2 separate regions of the Mus musculus genome follow, and region 2 is linked to region 1. The links are chromatin contacts, called in public promoter capture Hi-C maps. All regions are on one chromosome and are shown on one strand. Each heading gives the region's core, a stretch centred on a gene start, on an enhancer-like site or on the middle of the called end of the contact. The rest is flanking DNA. Distances are from core to core; before and after follow the strand shown. Region 1 has its middle 18 kb from the start of Prss23. Region 2 holds the start of Picalm (phosphatidylinositol binding clathrin assembly protein).

The links. Promoter capture Hi-C pulls out the DNA fragments that hold promoters and counts their contacts.
Region 2: a promoter capture Hi-C map of pre-B cells shows a contact between it and region 1, with 2.1 times the contacts expected there. The contact joins the promoter of Picalm here to the enhancer-like site in region 1. A contact is called at or near these places in 3 of 39 promoter capture datasets (the 3T3-L1 cell line, hippocampal neurons and pre-B cells), 1 of 484 Hi-C or Micro-C datasets (gonadal supporting cells), 1 of 115 datasets of contacts at active chromatin or transcription factors (large pre-B cells) and 1 of 9 other capture datasets (adipose tissue).

What each region holds. Positions count from the first base shown.
Region 1 is chr7:89,497,837-89,501,239 of GRCm38.p6, forward strand. No RefSeq gene overlaps it. Among named protein-coding and RNA genes, the nearest start is that of Prss23, 18 kb to the right of the region's middle. Within about 2 kb of position 1,840, at least 51 of the 459 cell types and tissues checked have an H3K27ac peak or open chromatin away from gene starts, as enhancers often do. A contact at or near this core is called in adipose tissue, where this site is marked.
Region 2 is chr7:90,128,963-90,132,061 of GRCm38.p6, forward strand. Picalm (phosphatidylinositol binding clathrin assembly protein) reads left to right here and starts at 1,251. Exons shown (of 20, transcript NM_001360867.1): 1 at 1,251-1,740. The coding sequence starts at 1,611. 2310010J17Rik (RIKEN cDNA 2310010J17 gene) reads right to left here and starts at 974. Exons shown (of 3, transcript NR_046007.1): 1 at 910-974.

The DNA of each region.
Region 1 (3,403 bases), core at 590-3,089:
GGTCTCATTTATCCTCGTATTTCTAATCAGCCATTGGAACACAGAGTTTCTGGGACTGGAAGCTTTAAAATGGGATAGAAATTGCTATGATCGCTCCTCTTTACCTTTACAGATTAGGGCATAGGTCCTGGGCAAGAGAGGCACACATAGCTCACCTGTCTCAGTCCAGTTTCCATTTTCCCCACTGTGTGTGGGTCAGAGGTGCCTGGAATAATGGAAGCACACTGACAGCACATTCAAGTCCTATCTTTACTACTAAATAGGCTGTATAGCACTATTAATTAATTTCTGTTAATTTCTCAGCTCCTCAGTCTGCTCATCTATAAGACAGAATTAAGGATGTTTATTTTTTCCATATTTTTTATGATTGGAAATATTAAAGTAAGAAAAATAAGAGCTAAATGAATCATATGTATACTATTACCCACACCACCTCATGTTTGTGACTGGTTGCTTAGATGCAGACTCCTAGTTTTTAGAAGCCTGACAGGATCTCCCCTACCCTGGCCCCTGCCTGAGCCTGGGCAGATCCAGAGTCAGGCACTTAATTGCTAGAGGCAGAAGACGTCAGCAATCTGTGGCTCTTGGTCGTTGTGATCGAGAACAGATCTTATAGCTATGCTCTCGCGATCCCTTGTTAACAAGACATCCAGCCATGGCAATGACCCAGTTTCCATCACATCCCCAGTGTGTTGAAACTGAGTAGCAGAAGGAACCATGGATTCCACCTATTCCCTCCTTGATAACATTGCAGAAATTCTCTGTACTAAGTTCCAAATATCTTACAAACTGTTTCCACCGAGAGGAACCATGCAGGCCATGCCCCTTCGTTCCCTATAGCCGCTGGTCACTCTGTTTGTGGCCAGTGCTGATTGTAACTGAGTCTTTCTTTCATTGAAGACAAACAGGTGTCCCTTAGGGTCCGTGCATTGATCCTGGCTCTCCTTTCCACAGTCATGTAGAACACAAGATCCCTTATCTTACTGGACTGTGCACATCTCTAAAGATGAGGTCATTTTTCATATGTTATCTCATTGGAAGTGGTTATGTGACGTTCACAAGGGCATGCACCATTTCAGTTTTACCTAAATGAGTGCCTTGCACACAGCACGTTCTATAAATACAAAGAAGTAAGTATCCTCCTACCATGTACTGTTACCCCACTGATTGCTTTATACTCACTCTACTCTTAAATGTTGAGTGTATGTGCTTACCAGCGTGTATGTATATGCGCCATGTCCATATAGATGCCCACAGAGGACAGGAAGAGGGTGTTGAATCCCAAGGAATTGGAGTGACCGGTGATTGTGAGCCATTGAGAACTGGCCAATGTGAGTATTAGGAGTTGGACCAATGTCCTTGTCAAGAGCAGCAGGTGTCCCTAATCATCTCTCCATCCCCAGTACTCCAACCTTGCTGGGAGAAGTCTCTAATCCAATTCTGCAGACCCTGTGTTGCTGGAGAGGAAATAGCATCAGCTTGTGTGATCGACTGTCCTCTTACAATTTAGATTTTAACAAAAGTAAGATTTTTCTTGAAAAATCTTTTAATAAAACCATTTTAAATTCTGAGAACTTCTTGGTACTCTTTAATGAGCCAATAAGGCTTTAAATTAGTAATGTTTGCTGCACTGAGCTTCCTGGTACAGATGTCTGGGATCTAACATCCAGCAGAGAGTCAGGCATTGACACTCACAGATCAGGCCTCTCCTTCATTTTCTACAGGATCTCAAAGGCTTTCCAAGGCATTTGGATGAAGCTCAAATGGTTGGGCGTGAACAAGTCACAGTTCCAACTATCCAGATGGAGCCAAGAAGTCTGGGACCAACTGCGGGGGAGCCCCCAGAGTGCTAACTTGTTTATTATGGATGAGAGTATGGGACTCGCGCCCAGCTGCATTCAGCATATATAATTGGCATTTTCAAAGTGCAACACAGCCTTTAAGTCATCCATGCACCCCTAGATTACCTGGCATCACGCCAATGTTGACAGAGAAAGTGAACGCCAGGCAAGTGGAAAACAGCGCTGAAGCAAAGCCACAATGGAAACTTCTAGGAAGGATTTCACCGCGGTCAGTAGAATGCATCGATCGTCACAAAGTGCCTGGACTACTTTGCACATTGCTTACCTTCAAGGGAAAAGGGAGAGGCTGTGTTTGGATGTCCCCTTTGTAAATGGGAGAAGATGTGGAAAAGACAAAGTTAAATCAAATACTTAGTAGAGCCACCAGAAAGTCCCTTTTGGGTTCGGAGAATTGGAGGAGAGCAGCATAGTTATAAGTCAAGGAAACCACTAGGGGGCAACCCAAGAATGGGGGAAAAGCAGCGGCGGCCGAGAAAAGTTGCTTTCTATACTATTCGAGGAAAGCTGAGATCACGCAGTAAGCAGAACAAGGTGATATTTCAACATGTTGATTTTTACCCAAGGTTACTCTTGACTTGGGAATTCCTCCTAACTGGTCAGAAACACTAAGCAACAACTCTCTAAACAGAATTGTGCTATCAGGAGAAACTGCAGCGCTAGAGTAGTGCACCTGACGGTTTTAAATTCCTTCTCCAGGGCAGTGGGAAACTTTGAAATGCTCGCAAATGGGAAGGACATTTAATTAATGGTAGATATAAAGTGACAGAGAGTAAAGAAAATCTGAGCACGCTTAGCGAGTGTTTATTACCCAACGCTGGCTGTTTGGTAAACAATAAACTGAAAGGAATTACACGTGTTAATGCCCAGGTTTATAGATTCAAGTGTGATCACAATGTTTTAGCCTTTTCCACAACTCTCATGAAAAATTAGATTTTTCGATTTAAATTCCCCTTTCTCCCAGTAAGTCTTGATGGCATTTTTCTATATTTAAGAACTCCAAAAGAACAGAGCAGGGGCGTTAGAGACTTTATGGAACAGAAGAACAGTCACAATTGAGGTGATCAGTACAGAATGATTCTTCCTGGTACTCTGCTGTAGCTGGCCGACAAACATCTTTGCTACAGTGGGAAAGCAAGATGAGATATTTTGTGGAGTTTCCTATCTTTGCGTTGGACTGCCCTGGCAATTATCTGGGAGTAGTAAAGCATGCCATTTTAAAAGGAAAATGTTCTGTGTCCCAGAATGGCTTATCCACAGAGGACATTAGTCACGCTTGGGTCACACTGCTTTGCCAAACATGGCATTTTTTCCCATCGGGGAACTGGATATAGAACTGGTATTAATAAATCCAAGAAAGGAAATGCAGCGGTGAGGCTGGACACTAACTGGGAGATTTATTAAAGTGTATGGGAGATTCTCAGCTAGTTTAACTCACAGAGTGGTAATTACATGTCATTGATGCCAAGATAGTTCTGTAGAGAGGGTGATCCCTGAGCCCTGGGAAATAGGGACAGTGTCTTTACTATAGTGACACGCAAGCA
Region 2 (3,099 bases), core at 1-2,500, 630 kb after region 1:
GCTTTTCATCCGTTGAGAGTTAACAGATTTAAGCGCAATATTCTAGATTTGGTTGGCAGATGGTGTACACAGATTTTGAGTACGCTCGAATCTCATTTGAAACTAGCAAGATTACATAGAACCATGATGGTAACTTAACATTCACAGAGAATTTAAAATTTATCCCTAACTCTTGAGTTAAATGTGGAGCACTAGTAACATTTAAAAAGGCTTTGTTCATAGATCTTCTGGATTTCATAGATCTAAGTCTCGGGATGTAATACTGGTCTAAAATGCCTACAGGGCAGAGTCAATATCTTTCCATGGAAATCTGGCTCACACAAGAGGAGAAAAGAGGCCAAAGGGAAGAAAGGCTAAACCAGGGGAGATCGCAGGTACTGATGTCTGACTCTGAATGGGACTTCTCCTTTTACCGAGCTGTCTCACTTCCTTCTATGGTGTGGACCTTTAATCTCGCTGGTTGTCAGCCTTGTAGGGTCAAGTTAATCACTGTTGACATCACCCTACTACTTCCCTTTTCAAATTCCACTGAAGCTATGTGTTTCCTGTCGTATTTGACACCGCAGAGAATGAATACCGGGCTGGCTTCTATCTAAATTTAGACTGGCAGGAACGTGGCGACTCTTAGTAAGTCGAGATAAACAAAACTAGGTGACGTTTCCAACACTCTCAAAGAAGACGAGGGGGTGAAAAAAAAAAAAAAAGCCCCAAAGCCCTGTTACTAAAAGGGAGAGCGGGGTGCATTTGAAGAGGCCTGTGTGTAGGCTCAGAAAGAGACTGGCTGGAGCCGTTTTCTTTAAGGCAGGAGGAGGGCCGTGGGGTCGGCGCCAAATTGAGCGAGGCGAAGCCCCGGAGCCCAGGCACCTCCAGTTCGGGGTGAAAACTACGCACAGGCAGCAGCTGCCTCACCTCTTTGTCAAGCCCACGGCGTCAGCCTCTGACACGAGGGCGGGCGTCCTCGCCTCCGGGGTGAAAGAGGGGCGCAGCGGGCCGCCCCTCCCCCCCGCCCCCCTACGACACGCGGGGCCCTGCCTCGGGCGACCTGTTGGCAGGGCGCGTCACGTGACGCGGCGGGCCGCGCCGTCCCCCGCGGGCGGGCCTCCTGTTGCGCCCGCCGGGCGGGTTCCACCACGTAGCGCGCGGGCGCCGCCCCGCTCTTCCCTCGCCGGAGCGAGGGAGGGGGGCGCGCCGGAGAGGAAAGGGAAGGGAGAAGGGGCGGGAGGAAGCGAGCAGGGGGCGGAACCCGAGTCACGTGACCTAGGGGCAGCCCGGAAAGCTCCGAGGAGGAGCCTGGCGCCGCCATTTTCCTGCAGCTGCCTGGCCCTCTTACCCGGTCGGGCTCCAGCTGACCAGGGAAGGGGTGGGCCGAGGCTGAGGCGCGGGACCCGGGAGTGGCCCCGACTTGGTGTGGGAGCCCGCCGGGGGAACACGCGAGCCGGGGCTCTCGGAGCGGGTGGCGGCGCGCGGCCCTGAGCCCCGCCCCAGGCCGGCAGGCGGGCGGGGAGCCGGTGGGGGTAGGGGGTGCGGTGGGGGGTGGGGACCCTCGGGCGCTTGGGGGTCCCAGGCCCCGCCGGCTGCGGAGCGGAAGGGGTGGCGGACGAGCCGCAGAGATGTCTGGCCAGAGCCTGACGGACCGAATCACCGCGGCCCAGCACAGTGTCACTGGCTCCGCGGTATCTAAGACAGTATGCAAGGCCACGACCCACGAGATCATGGGCCCCAAGAAAAAGCACCTGGACTGTGAGTGAAGACCCCCCGCATCCTCTCCCGACCCCTCTCCATCGTCCTCCTCTCTCTCTTGGGCTGCCTCTTCCCTCCCTGCGTCTTATCTGCACGATGGCTCCTGTGCCTGGTCGAGCTGTGTGTTCTTTTCTGCTCCCATCACACCTGCCTTTAACGGCCTCTGCTCTTCTCTCAAAAGAGAGAAAAAAAATGTGACAATCCATTGCGCCCCCAGAGATCCCCTGAGACCCTCGCCTCCTAGCCCCCGGCACCACCAAGCCCATCGCGCTCCACCAACTTGCCTCCCACCCAGCTCCTCACTCAGACTCCTCTCCCAGCTACTGCAGCCCCTTTTGCCCTTCCATCCCACCCGTCCCGTACCTCCTAGCAGCCGTCCGCTCAGTGATTCCCCGGCTAATGTCTCCAGGACTCAGGCTCACCGCCCCATTGTTCCATTAGCTTTTTAAAATTCCCTTTCCTTTCTTTTTTTTTTTTTTTTTTTTTTTCGTATTTCCGTACTAACTCTGCTTGGTGGGACCAGATTTCTGTCACTTCTCAGCTCTTGAAGTGTTTTTCCCCTCCTCCCATTTCTTTGTGGTTTCCTTTTCTACCTTTCTATCTACCTTTTCGGTCATCTTTGCCATTCTAGCTTCCGTTAAGTTCCTTTGACTTCTTGTCACCTCCTTCTTTCAATACTATGCCCAGTTACTCGGCTTTTATTCCATTTACGCTTGTGGGGAGTAGAAACAAAGGGATTCAGTGTGGTGTGGGGAAGGCTTTGTGGGAAGTTACTATTTTTATTTGCCATCATTATATTGTCTGAGTTTTGAAGTTGTGTGTTGTGCATGTTCTACCCCCCCCCCCCTTTTGTAATCCATATGAGGATATGGATAAGGGCTTTGCTGGTTTTGGTATCAGTTCCTGGAACTGTTAACATTGGTGGTTTGAATTTAGAAGCTTGAGTGTGATGTGTAGCGGTTCGAAATGGATCAATATATTTAAGTACAAATAATCAGGTTTGGAAACGTTTTAATTTATGCTAGCTGTATTTTGGATAACTATCTTGCTTAAGCGGCATAATGTAACTCCAGCATAAACTTAGGTACAGTTAATAGAGCGGACTCCTCCCAGTTGCTTTCTAACCTAGGAGCCACCTGTAAAACCACCTCCTTTTTCTTGTTGCTCCTTTGCCCTAGGGTACAAAGCTCAGTGGATCACTCAGTCCTTGAGTCAGTGGAATGTTTCAGGAAAAAATAGGGATATAGCAAGGATAGTAAATTCTCTTTTTAAATGACTCCCGGACACATTAGCCAAACTGACTTTCATCATACATGAAAGTTGCTTTGCCCTGTGAAGCAAGAGCGAGCTTGTCCTGAA